Linked DNA regions of Ovis aries: region 2 is linked to region 1. The links are chromatin contacts, called in public Hi-C maps. All regions are on one chromosome and are shown on one strand. The core of a region is the stretch at or near the end of the contact, and the rest is flanking DNA. Distances in the headings are between cores, read along the strand shown. Region 1 overlaps ADGRV1 (adhesion G protein-coupled receptor V1). Region 2 has its middle 140 kb from the start of ARRDC3.

What was found. A called contact is a pair of places that touch in the nucleus more often than the background predicts.
Region 2: a Hi-C map of blood shows a contact between it and region 1, with 1.9 times the contacts expected there. The contact joins two enhancer-like sites. A contact is called at or near these places in 3 of 16 Hi-C or Micro-C datasets (blood and liver).

The regions. Positions count from the first base shown.
Region 1 is chr5:88,286,205-88,293,289 of ARS-UI_Ramb_v3.0, forward strand. The region is part of intron 87 of ADGRV1 (adhesion G protein-coupled receptor V1); the gene reads left to right. Among named protein-coding and RNA genes, the nearest start is that of ARRDC3, 210 kb to the right of the region's middle. Within about 2 kb of position 3,992, at least 8 of the 54 cell types and tissues checked have an H3K27ac peak or open chromatin away from gene starts, as enhancers often do. A contact at or near this core is called in liver, where this site is marked.
Region 2 is chr5:88,360,151-88,367,235 of ARS-UI_Ramb_v3.0, forward strand. No RefSeq gene overlaps it. Among named protein-coding and RNA genes, the nearest start is that of ARRDC3, 140 kb to the right of the region's middle. Within about 2 kb of position 2,866, at least 27 of the 54 cell types and tissues checked have an H3K27ac peak or open chromatin away from gene starts, as enhancers often do. A contact at or near this core is called in liver, where this site is marked.

The sequences.
Region 1 (7,085 bases), core at 2,742-5,241:
GTAAAGTGGAGGGAAGAAAACTCCCATCCAGTGTCAGCATGTAGATTTGTCAAACTGGCTGATCTCATGTCATGAGTCAGATCATTCTCTGACCTCAGGTTACCCTTTTTCTTGACAACTCTGTGTATTAGATATTTAAATCTCTTCTTACTGCTCTCTGGATGGGATGACAATAGACTGAAATACATAATATATAGTGCTATCACGGGACAAGTCCTCTTAGGATAGGGAATGATCTGCTTGAGTTTTTCCCAGATAATGGTTGCATCTGCAGTGACAAAAAATGGCTCTTTTCACGTCTTCTTAACATCTGTGTATAGTGATGTGGACCCCCTCACCCTCCTGGAGCTGAGTCTTGTCTTGGGGTCCCCAGTGTAGTCAGTTGTGGCTGGCCTCTCATCTGACCTGCCTGACCAGTTGGTAGTTCCTTGTTTACTTAAGTGATTCTTCCTGTTCATGTCCTGCAGCTGTGCTGAGTCCTGAGCACTCAGCATTTTCCTCTACATTCAGTGTCTTCCTTAAAAAAAATCATACACCCACAATGGCTTCAGCTTTTAACAGTGCACAGCGATTTCTGCACTTAAGTCTCTAACTTTCTCTCTAACTTTCTCCTGACCTCCCATCTGGTACTTACAGTGATCATACTTATTTTCATATCAATGTGGGTGATATTTCACTTAGTTTCCACAGCAGAATGATCCGTTCTCTTTCTTCTCTTACTTTTATGGGCTCCAAGTCAATTTTCCCTTTTCGTCATCATCAGCCCTTTTCTTTGGTCGCCTGTCACTGTCCAGACAATTAAAATGAATCCATAGAGTTGTTAACAAATACCTGAATGCTAAATTTTGGAGGACTGTTGAAAAGGCAATTTAAAGGATTCTGAGCAAAAGCTGTGTTGGAAAGTTCTCACCATGTTTTTTGTTTGTTTTTAATTTTTGGCTGCACTAGGTGTCCATTGCTGCATGGGCTTTCTGTCAGTTCAGTTCAGTTGCTCAGTCGTGTCTGACTCTTTTCACCCCATGGACTGCAGCACACCAGGCCTGCCTGTCCATCACCAACTCCTGGAGTCTACCCAAACTCATGTCCCTTGAGTCGGTGATGCCATACAACCATCTCATCCTCTGTTGTCCCCTTCTCCTCCCGCCTTCAACCTTTCCCAGCATCAGGGTCTTTTCCAATGAGTCAGTTCTTTCCATCAAGTGGCCAAAGTATTGGAGTTTCAGCTTCAGCATCAGTCCTTTCAATGAATATTTAGGACTGATTTCCTTTAGGATGGACTGGTTGGATCTCCTTGCAGCCCAAGGGACTCTCAAGAGTCTTCTCCAACACCACAGTTCAAAGGCATCAGTTCTTTGGCACTCAGCTTTCTTTATAGTCCAGCTCTCACATCCATACATGACTACTGAAATAACCATAGCTTTGACTAGGCTAGACAGACCTTGTTGACAAAGTAATGTCTCTGCTTTTTAATATGCTCTCTAGGGTGGTCATGGCTGTGGCAAATAGGGATCGCTCTTCATTGCAGTGCTTGGGCTTCTCATTGAAGTGGTTCCTCTTGTTGCAAAGCACAGGCTCTAGAATGTTCAGCTTCCAGGCTCCAGAGCTGGCTCAGTAGTTTGGGCACACAGGCTTAGTTGCTTCATGGCAGGTGGAATCTACCCAGATCAGGGATTGAATTTGTATCCCCTGTATTGGCAGGCAAATTCTTATCCGCTGTGCCACCAGGGAAGTCCTCTTATAGTGTTATGGATGGCTTTTTCATTTATAAATGTTAGGAGAAGTAAAAAGGAGAATAATATTTTATGACCTGGGAAAATTGTATGAGACAAATTTCAATGTAGTTTCGACAGAGACCATATGCCCTCCTAAGTCTAAAATATTCACTATGTGACTGCCTTCAGGAAAAGTTTGCTGACTCCTTGGTTTAAAAGATAAGCATTCACTTTATTAAAACAGCAAATTCAAAACCCTATTTTGTTCTTCAGCCTTTAAGAAACCAGGTGACTACACACTCATGAAACCACAGTCAAGACAGAGAACATTTCCATCTCCCCACAAAGATTCCCCAGGCCGCTCTGCAGACCATCCTTCCCTTTGCTCCGATAGCCAGGGAGCCACTGATCTGCTTTCTGTCACTGTATAGTAATTTGTGGTTTCTAGAATTTTGTATAAATAGAATCATACTGTGGGCACTTCTTTGTGACTGACTCTTTTATCCAGCATGCTGATTTTGAGATTCATTCATGTTTTTAGACGTATCAGTGATTTGTCCTATTTGCTATTATAGGCTTTTTTCAGCTTTGTTTAGGTATAATTGACAAATAAAATGATAATATATTTAAAGTGTTCATCTTGCTGATTTGCCATGTGTGTGATTTGCTCTAAGTGTACAAAAGGGCTGATTCTGCTTGACTTGCTACAGACTTACTATTAGACAAGACTATTAATAATAATAAACTTTTGCATAATCTGTTCTGCATAGAAAAACCATCCCAGAAACAAGAAAACAACTCACTTTAACTATTTTATTATTGTCATTGTTATCATTATTAATAATAATAGTATTTTTACAGATTCTGGGTATTTCCAGTTCCCTATGACAGAGATTTCTCAAAGTAAACCAAAAATTATTTCAAACTATGTTTTAAGGTTCTTGTAAATATAACAGTGTTTAAATAGTCATGGTACAGTTTGGCAATTTTTGTAATTTCAGTTAAAACTATTTTTCATGTTCAAAGCTTAATCCAACTCGAATCTCTTCTCCACTTTCTATTAAAACCTTTAAAAATTACCCTCCGATTCCAAACCTCTCCTCCACTCTTTAGTTCCGCCTCAGTACTCTTATGATCACTTTCAGCCTTGTCTGTTCTCAGTCCTGCCACCCAACTCAGTATGTCCTTCTGAACATGTTCTTATCTGGAAACTCTCAAAGCAGGGTGTTGGTGGGGTCAGGGGTTTGTGTTGTTGTAACTTTACAGAAAAAAAACAACTTTAATTTTCAGTTCCTTGTATCTTGTCAGAAAGAGTCTGGCTCCTGATAAGTAGTATCACAACTGATTAGCATGCCATGCTTTGAAACTTAACAGAAGCATAAAGAACCTTGAGAGTCTCTGCGATAAAGTCCTGTAGAACAAGGTTCAAGAGGAAAAACTGAAGGACGGGGACCATGCCATCTGGAGATGAAATTGCTGAGGCATAACCGACTAATTGTCTTTTGATTCATGAGTATCCATCCCAAAAAAGACTGACCAAAGTGGCACATAGAGAAAAAGTTTCTTAAATTGCAGATGGAAACTTTAGTTGCATAAAGCAAAAGATATCTTATCTATAATATGGATATTTCTGGTTTAAAAAAACAAACAGAATTGTTGCACCTAGGATTTACAAAATTTAGGATAGACATTGGTCTCACTCTGAAAGTGAAGCCATGCGACCCAGATAATTTAGTTACAGACATCTCTGAAGCCAGCAGACTAAGCTAAGTGAACTTCCATTGACTCTCTTTGTTCTGAATAGTGGCCCTTAAATTAGTAAGGAATTTTAGAAGAACTTGATATAACCCATGGTGAACACTAGGTAATTACTGATCCCATCCAAATATTTTTAGGAGCATTTGAGTGATAGTTGTTCCCAAAGCATTCTAAATGTTTCAATTGCACTGAGAGCCGGTGGCCATCAAGATGACTCACTTATTTTCCTTTTCTCTATATATTTAATGCACACGTCAGATTGAAGAATCTTATTGTAAATAGGAACATTAACAAAAGCAAGTTAAATTGTGAAAAAGAGCTGTTGAAAAAATGTGAATCAATGAAAGATGAAATTCCTAGTTTTCTCACACCTGAAGAAAATGTACAGACACATAAATACAGTATTGGTCTTTTCAATCCTGTCATTGGTATGAAATCCCTTGTCTCTGCTGCTAAGTCACTTGGTGATGCAAAACAGCAGTAGGTCAGCAGCTCTGTGTGACGCCAGAAGCAAGAAATCACGGAGACTTCACAGGAGTGTCTGCCAAGCGGAGAGCAAAAGCAGAAGCTGTGAAGCCCTTTAAGGAGAAGGAGTCACAAGAAAAGGCAGCAGCAATATGCAAACTCAGGCCCAGCAGAGAAGCCAGACGCAGCCAGGAAGTCACCTGGAGGTTCAGTGCCAAGCAAGCCCACCACCAGAGGGGCACAGACCCAGAAGAGCAGAGACCAGCCATCAGTGGGTGTTCATTCTCCTGTAAGAGAGTCTTGGCACATGGAATGTGAGAAACACAAAGCCTGAGCCAAAGCAAATTTGTATTGAGCAACTCCCAAATTACCTAACTATGGTGAGAAAATTAGAGGACTAGAACCAACACCTGCCCGTCCCCACCCCATCCTACTGTCTGTCACTAATGAAAATTCAAAGCCAGAATCTCTTATTTAACAAATATTTCTTAAGCTCCTTCTGGGTGCCAAGGACCTTACTATGAACTAAGAATTACATCAGTGAACTAACTGGAGATAATGTCTTGCTTTCTAGGCGGTTATCACTGAATCAAAGATATTCTTTTTTTGTAATCTCAAATTTGTAATTTTTGAGTTGAAAAAATATAGCCTAATTTTATTGAAGATTTCATTCTTCTAAGTTCTTTAGGCTGCATTGTTCTGTGCTCTTTCTTAGGCTATCCAAAAGATAGGTGGTTTTGATTAGGCCACTTGTAGGACTGTACTGACTATTTCTTAACTATTTTTCATAACAGAATTAACATATACCTGGAGATTTTGAAATGGCACATTTTCCTTAGGTCTCCAAAACCATTCTTCCTATTATTTTAATATTGTTGTGCTTCAAAGTTTTAAAAACAGAAAAAAGCAGTATTAATAAATGGTCCCTATGTCTATATACTGTTTATGTAGACTTGATCACTACTAATATATCAACAAATTTGCTTAGACTATTTTTTAATTGTTGTTTTTAGAAAAATGATAAAGATTTATTATAGGAATTGAAACAAATAATAAAAATATAAAGATTAAAAACTGTTAAAAGTCACTTCAAACTTCATCCATAAGTAATCTTCATAAATATTAAGTGACTATTATGATGTCCAGGAATTTTCCAAGTTTATTAGCACAAAACACAAATCCAAATTGCTTAGAGAATCCCAAGCAAAGAAAAGTATCCCTAGGCATATCATAGTCAAATTCTTGTGAATCTGAATAGCAGATCGTGAGGGCAGCTTGGGGAAGTGAAGGGAACATTGTATTCAAGAAAATCATAATAGAAGTTAATACTATTCTCATCAGAAACTGGAAACCAGAAGACAATGGAATGACCCCTTAAAGTCCTGTAACAAACAAACAAACAAAACCTGTTAACCTGCAAATCTATATCCAGTGACAATATCCCTCTAACAGAAAGGTACAATAAAAACACTTTCAGGCAAAAACTGAAAAAATTTATTTCCAAAAAATCTGAGCATCAGGAAATGCTGAAAAGTTATACAGACTGAAGGGAAAGGGAAATGATGGGAGAGAAATCTAATTCTATGAAAATTAATGGAGAACACTGGAAAAAGCAAGTAAGTCATTACATATAAAGGTTTATTTAACAAATCATTCCGACTTTATATATTATATGTCATTTTGTTGCAGACTGTTGACTATTTTAAAGTAAAAATCACATTTAAAATAAAAAAATGATGTTCATATCTGAACATCATTTCTAGACATACTAAATATGATTAGATGCCTACTTATAAATGTTTAAAATATGTGACCATATTATAGTTTCTATAATATACAAAATTTAATTTCAGTTTATTTGAATTTGTCATGAGAAAAGCTAAAATGGAAGAGAAATAGTTCTTAAACATCAAAAAATGCTTCTATACCACAAAATACATTCTAATCATCACAAGAAAGATAAAAGGCCTCTCTTAAGAAATTATAAAGACAGTAAAGGATTGGAATCACTGTTTTTTATGACCTAGGTATTTCAATTTTATAGTATCAACTTGACTACATACTGTAAAAGATAATAAAATCATCAATGCTCAGGTCTCCTCCCATTTCACTCTTCCAAACATTAGGTGTGTGTGTATATATACACATACATACACACATATATATAGGGGTGTATATATATATAGGGTTAATATAATATGTTTTCCATTGTCTAGGCTTAACATTTACATTTAAATCTATAAATATAATTCTCATAATTGTAAGATTATTCCAGTATCTAAATGCATAGATGGTAGTACCTTTTCCATGATCCTTTTGCCATCATCGTTACTGAATTCTGTTTTTTCACTGGTATGGACAGGTCCTCTCTTTATTAGTCATATTTCAGTATCATGTAGTTTGGTTTTTAAGTTTTTTACCCAAGAAAATTTATGAATGCTGCATTCCCAGCATTGTCTTTAAGTTTGATAATTTCAAATGCTATATTGGCTGAATATAATATTCTTTCTCCCACAGAACTAAATAAATATTGCTCCATTATCTTTTAACACTAAAAGCTGATGTAAAGAAGTCTGAAGGCAGGCTAAAATTTACCATTTATTAACAGACTGGCTTGTTTTCTGTTGGAATCTCTTAAAGTTTAACACCTAGTAAGGCTATGATGTGATATCAAGGAATCTATATCAAAATTTTCCTGGTACATGGAATCCCTTAGAAGAAATGGAGTAGCCATCATGGTCAACAAAAGAGTCCGAAATGCAGTACTTTGATGCAATCTCAAAAACGACAGAATGATCTCTGTTCATTTCCAAGGACAACCATTTAGTATCACAGTAATCAAAGTCTATGAGCCAGTCAGTAACGCTGAAGAAGCTGAAGTTGAACGGTTCTATGAAGACCTACAAAATCTTTTAGAACTAACACCCAAAAAAGATGTCCTTTTCGTTATAGGGGACTGGAATGCAAAAGTAGGAAGTCAAGAAACACCTGGAATAACAGGCAAATTAGGCCTTGGAATGCAGAATGAAACAGGGCAAAGACTAATAGAGTTTTGCCAAAAAAATGCACTGGTCATAGCAAACACTCTCTTCCAACAACACAAGAGAAGACTCTATACATGGACATCACCAGATGGTCAACACCGAAATC
Region 2 (7,085 bases), core at 1,616-4,115, 73 kb after region 1:
TCATCTCTTCTTTTCTTTCTCTGTGTGTGTTTCTCATTCTTCTCTGTATGCTTGCTCACTGCTGGTCCAGCCCCTTGATATGACTGACTCCCTGCAGCCCCTGGAAATCTCTTCATTTCAAGTGACCAACAGGCATTAACTTGTACAACTGACCCCCTTTGCAAACTCTCAGGTATCTGGTTTACCTACCTTAGATCAAGTGCCTACCCATGGTTCCATCAGTTTTCCCTTCATTGCCAAAGTAACTACTCCTGTTGGATGTGACAGCAGAGAAAGCAGCCACCCTAATGTATTTCTACACTCCTTTTCAATCCTGTCCTGGGCTCTCTCAGCCAGTGTCCTCAGTCTCCTGCCCTTATCACAGGAGGCTTCAACCTCTTATAATAGTGTTTCTCATACTTGTGTCAGATTGTTCAGATCACTTGCAGCAAAGTGTGTTTATAAAAAAAATGCAGATAGTCGGGTCCTTACCTATTCCAGATACCCTATGTGCCAAACACACTTTGGGAACTGGCATGAAAAACTCACTGTTGATAAGATTCTTTGTATTGGAAATCCTACTCTGAGTTTCAAATAACCTATAGACAAAATTTTTGTTGAATTTTTCAGTCTCTAAGTCATGTCCAACTCTCTGCAACCCCACGGACTGCAGCCCTCCAAGTTCCCCTGTCCTTCACTACTCCCAACATTTGCTCAAAATCATGGATATTGAGTTGGTGATGCCTTCCAACCATCTAATCCTCTGTTGTTCCATTTTCCTCCTGCCTTCGGTCTTTCCCAGCATCAGGGTCTTTCCAGTGAGTCAACCCTTCACATCAGGTAGACAAAGTATTGGAGCTTCAGCTTCAGTATCACAGTTCTTCCAATGAATATTCAGGGAAATTAGCTTCTAGAATAAATATATTCCACATAATAAATTGAAAACACTCGTGATATGTGTTTTAAATATTAAAAATATGTGTTTAATATTTACATATTAAAAATATGTGTTTTAAATATATTGGTGCCATATACCAAAGCATATGGTATTTTAAAAGTAAAATCCTTTAATACTTTAAATATTAAAGCTTAATCCTTTAATATTTCAGATGCTATCATGCAAAAATTAATATGGAGAATTTTTGTCTTTACCATTTTGTTCACTTCATGCATCTGCAATCAGTATAATCTGTAAGGAACCTAGGAAATGCACACTGGTTTAATCACTTTCCTGCCTCTTCCCCCTCCATCTTTAAGACTCTCTATTTTGAGTTAATGGTCTCTTCTAGATACTAGATAATCTAGATACTTTTAACATCCCTGTCTCATTACAACTATGCACCGTATCTTATCATCAAAAGCCACTGTTCCCTGTGAATGTCATCCACAGCAGAACTCAGGCTAACTCTCCTTACCAGCAGATTGATCATTAATACCCATTCTTCCCTGACAAGATCCTCTCCCTCAAGATTCTTCTGAGTTTATGCTTCTCAGATTTGAATACATATAACCCTGGGGATACACAGTTTCAGATCAGAAGCCACAAGTTAATGGTGATGCTTCTTATTGGAATATTTAACTAAAGATTTAATAACTTATCCGGAATGCAACCTTCATGTTATTTTTGTCTTAAACATGGATAGATTATTCTTTGCAACCCCATGGACTACAGAGTCCATGGAATTCTCTAGGCCAGAATACTGGAGTGGGTACGACTTTCCCTTCTCTAGGGGAACTTCCCAACCCAGGGATCGAACCCAGGTTAAAGACAAGGATACACATTTCACACTAAACTTTAAGAAAAAAGGTGAGCCTTCAAAAAATGCAAGCTATGTTTTCCAAGTTCCCAACCTCAGGCACATTATTAACTTGATAATATGTTATGGAGTTAACTGATCTTCATGAAACATGCATTCAATAGCTATGAAAATAACAGCTTAAGTAGTGAGAAAGTTTTAAAAAGCAGATCAGATCTAGCTGTCATCTCCCTTCTCTAATTCTATCTGAGCCCCAAGGATTTCTGGTTTTCAAGGGGCTAGGAGGGACCCAGGAGAAAGCAATTTCATTTTCAAGCAAGTGTATCTTTCAGCCGATCTTCAACAGAGTAAATATCCTCTGGAGCTGGTTTCATAATAGGTTCCTCTTATGAAGACTGGCTCTAACCAGTTCTTGGGAAATGTGCTTACAGACAAGGATTGCCCAACTGATCTCAGTAGACAAGAAAGAACACAGGCCAGCAGAGGTCATGCCAATGAACGCACGCCCTACACATATCTTGATGGACAAACTGATCCACCCCACAATGCCATGCACTTACCTATCATTAGGATTCAGATAATACCCTCTAAAAGAGTTCAAGGTACTCTTCATAAATATATAGAGGTAAATAATGTTGTTCATTCTTTTCCTGCTAGCAGAGTGAAAATTACCCCCATAGAGTAATCTGTACCAGCATACAGATAGCTAGAGTACACAGCTGCCCTCACAGTCTTTGAGAGGAGCCATAAGGTCTGACCTGTTGGAAAATAGTTTCCCCTTTGATTTCTCAGAATATAGCCTTCTTCATATTCCTGGCCTCCATTCCCACCATTAATGAATTGGACTCTAAGTAGAAGTGTTATCTCCATGAGGTCACTGTGAAAATGTATAATTAAATAAGCTGGGAGGGGTGTTGGGGTTTTTTCCCATTTATACAATAAAATATATTACTCACTGACATGGGTTAATTTACCTGCATTAATTGTCAGCTTGGAAAACAAATATTAGGATTCTGATGACATATGATATAAAATGGTAAGTTTCTAGTGAAGGTTGAGGCATGAGTTTCATGGGCTATTGCCACGCATTAGCCCATGAAACTCATACACTCTGGTTGGAGCCCAGCAGAGGGCACCCCAGGAAACCAGCAGGAGGAGCCTAGACACAGTAGTGGAGACAGATTCACTGAGCCTAACCATTTCCTCCGTTTTAATTTTTGCTAAACCAGCCCTGATCACTACAAAATAAACTGGTTGAGTGGTAGTGAGTAGAGTGATCAGGGAGCAGCCAATAATTTCTGAATTCTCTAAAACGCTAAAGTGAAAGTGTTAGTTCTTCAGTCATGTCCAACTCTTTGGGACCCCAAGGACTGTAGCCTACCAGGCTCCTCTGTCCATAGAACTCTCCAGACAAAAATACTGGACGGGTTTGCCGTTTCCTTCTCCAGGGGATCTTCCCAACCCAGGGATTGAACCCAGGTCTCCTACATTGCAAGCAGTTTCTTTACTGTCTGAGCCACCAGGGAAGGCCTGGTAAAATGCTTTAAAATAAAAACAGCAGTCGTCATCATGGTTTTCACCATCACTCCTGTGAGCCATATATCACTTCTCCGTTGCTTCTGGTAGAATCAGTCAGTTTCATTCCTCTGGTAGATGATATAAAGTTGCAGACAGCCACAGGAAACGCAAAGAAATACAGTTAGGAAGACACAGAGGGGAGTTAGGACTGATAAGCATAGTCAAGGGAAGAGTCAATGGTAGCCTGGGTAACATTCTCACTGATTGCTCCACAATGTAGATTGCTGAAAAGGCCATCAAATTCCTTCTTTCTTTGAGACCTGTTTGCACGCATACCTGTACAGTCTTTATAGAAATTGACAGATGAAGCCAGATTGGTTTTTACAGAGACAAAGGATACCTCATCCACCCAGCACACTAAATGGTTTCTAAGGAAAAGTACGGAGTTCACTTTAGATTCACAAAGATGATCCTGAAATAGAACTGAGCGTGTGCTTGAACATGCCAAGGAGTGGGAAATGAACTTTGAAAAATTATCAAAACTTATCAAAGTTAATTTAAATCATCCCAATTGTATAGAGCAAAGCATGAGAAACCAACATAACACAGCCAATAACCATTTTCCTTGCCATTCTCCTTGCCCAAAAATTAAAATAATTTTTAAACAATGATCTTATTTTGTGATATAAGCAAATGTAAAAGTGTTAAGCTTTCTTGAGAAAAGAGCATATAGGGATGATGAAGGCCAACACGTGTCCCTGTACTACATGGGACTGTACTCTGCCTTCTGGTGTCCATCTTCCGCCACTATTCTGTAAATTATGAGCACAGACCCAGAGTGATTTGATTTGATAAATGCTCTGCAAATATAGGGGTGACAGCCTACTTAGAGGTACTAAGAAGAAGTCTAGTCGGACTGGTAGATCTTGATACTCAATACGTGTGTACTTAGAGGTAACAAATGTCAGTGATATCCAGAAAGAGGTTCTGGAATATGCCAGTGGTTGAGTGACAGGAGCCCAGGAACAATGAATCTAGGAAGGGCAGCACACAAGTGTACATGTGCAAGAAAAAATGAGGTCAGGATAATCGGTCAGCAGGTTGCAAACTCCCAACATCAAGCTGATGTCCAGGAGAGAGAGACGTTGAGAAAGCATCCAGACAAAGAAGGCAGAGGCTAAGTCCTAGAATATCAGATGATCAAGACAGGACTCTAGATATTTTAGAAATAGAAGCTTCCAAACCTAGGGTAAACAAGAGAGGAAGTTTGGTTTCATTAGCAAGGCAAGTGATCACAGCTGGTCAGCAATAGGTGTTACTGGTCCATTTTACAGACGAGGAAACTGAGGCTCGGTGAGACTAACATGTCCAAAGCCTTACAGCTAACTTAAGTACCTAATCCCAGGTTTAAGAATAAAGCCCACCAAAGTCTAAAGCTAATTATCCCTCTTTTTCTTACTTCCACCTACAACTCTAGGAGATCAGTTACTACAATAAGTCCTAGCTTTGTAACTTGAGTTGACGTCTCCAGACTCCTCAGAGCCCTGAACTAGCACTCTTCTAATAATCCCTCAAATGATTCCACAGCTGAAGATGGAGCTGGGTGTGCAGTAGTGTTTCTCAACTTTGCTAGCACACTGGAATTATCTAGGGTTTTAAAAATACTGATGTCTGGGTTCTGTTACCAGAGCTGATCATTTAATTGCTCTGAGGTGTGGCCTTTGTCTCAGGATTTCTAAAAAAGCCTTCCAAATGATTCTAATGTTTAGCCAAGCTGGAAACTACTGGCTACAAGCAAAAGTCAAGAGCCCTCAGCTGTTTGTAGAGGAGAGATATGCAGGCCAAGCTTGTACATTTCAACGAGCTAGGAAAAATACTAGAAGACTCATAGGCTTATTTTTTTTTTTTTTTTTTGGACAAGTCGACCATTTGCTTTTACAATTTAACCTCTTAGAAAATATGCCAAAAGTAAACAGGTGTACGATTAACCTTGCAAATCAAAAGGTTCCGTGTTTTTAGATTCTAAGCGCTAGCTGTGTGTGACCAAAGGCAAGGTTTTAGAACTGGATCTCCCAAATTGCTCATTACTATTCCATGCTTGGTTGAAACTTACATCATCCTGCAATGGAATGTGACCCAAGTCAAAGACAAAATAAAACCAGTTGCATCGCTTTCATGACTAGTAATGATATTAGCGAGGGGTTAAGGTGTCTCAAAACAGCTTGTACTTTTCCCAGCCTATTTGAGACCTGATTCATGCTATAGTTTAGTAACCTTGATACTTCCAGATGATATCACAAATGTATAATTTCTGGATGTGTAACTCTAGATGTGTAATGTGCTTGGACTAAATCCAAATCTGGAAACTCATTTTTTATTTAATGTATATTCTTAATGAAAAGCAAACATAAGCCCCTACTCCCAACTTCCATTATCAGAATCCTTGTCCTCAGCTCCCTAATAGAAAGCAATGAACTATGAAACAAGTACACATTTGTCTGTGGTGACAATACATCTTGGTTTACCCTGACAGTCTGGGTTTATGCCTATTGTTCAAGCATAATTATTAATAGCACCCTCTCTTATTCTTAGAAATGTTTCCATCTGGGTGATAAATTATCTGGGCACCTTACATATAGCTCCCTCAATCTGCATTCCCTCTACAAGTACTATAGGGAAACCTCATGATTGAAGTGTGGTCGCTTTATATTTAGAATGCTCCCGCAGCTACACATGAAAGTAAGCGTATTGAAATATCAACCAGCTGATCAACATCCCTTCCTTAAAAACAAAATAATAGAAATTTCTAAAGTATTTCTGTTTAACTCCATCAACACAGAGGCCCCATTAAACAAAAGTAAAAACCCTGTACTTTTCCAGCTTAAACCCTGCATTCTTTATCTGTTTCTGCTAGAAACTAACCATGTGGCCTTGAACAAGACATTTGGCTTTTTGTGATCAGGTTTTTCTCCTTTGCAAAAGAGTAGAATAAGTGGTCTCTATCATCTTTTTGAGAGACAATTCTGAAAGTCTATGTTGCTACTTTCTCTAGGCATTTTTCTTAACCAGTGTTATGCCAGTTCTATCCTTCCGCACTGTCCGTTTGAAACTAAGCTCATAGATATCTAAGACCAAATCTACTGAATCCACTTTCTCCAATTTTTACTTTACCATCATAATCTATATGTGTGATAATTAAATATCCTTTAAGTTAGTCTTGATTCCAGAAACATTTCTGTAATATTTACTATCTGTGAAACTCTGTCCTAGGCACATGGATCCTCTACTAGTTAAGCTTTTACTAAGTCAATTTCATTTATTCGGCCGTTGTTCACTGTCTGTAGCCCACCAGGCTTCTCTGTCCATAGAATTCCCCAGGCAAGAATACTGGAGAGGGTGGCCATTTCCTTCTCCAGGGGATCTTCCCCACCCAGGGATTGAACCCAGGTCTCCTGCACCGCAAGCAGTTTCTTTACTGTCTGAGGCACCAGGGAAGCCCTTGTCTATGAGATATTTGGGCTAGTTTGAAAAACACATAAAGGATTATTTTTAAGACTTAAACAGATCACTTGTTTTAAAGCACGCATCTGCCAGTTATATGTGTATCTTTAAGGACAAATGCAAAGTTTTGTGTTTAAGCTAAAAACAATATGATTAGAATTACCCATCCGTTTATTCAATAAGCATGTATTTAAATATCCACTATATCCTGGAATGGAGATAAGCTCTGGGAATACAAGGGCAAATAAATCATAGTCCCTCAAGTAGTTCAGAGCCTAGTGCACCTGTGGAATAACCAGTCACATCAGTAATAAAGGGGCTTCCCTGGTG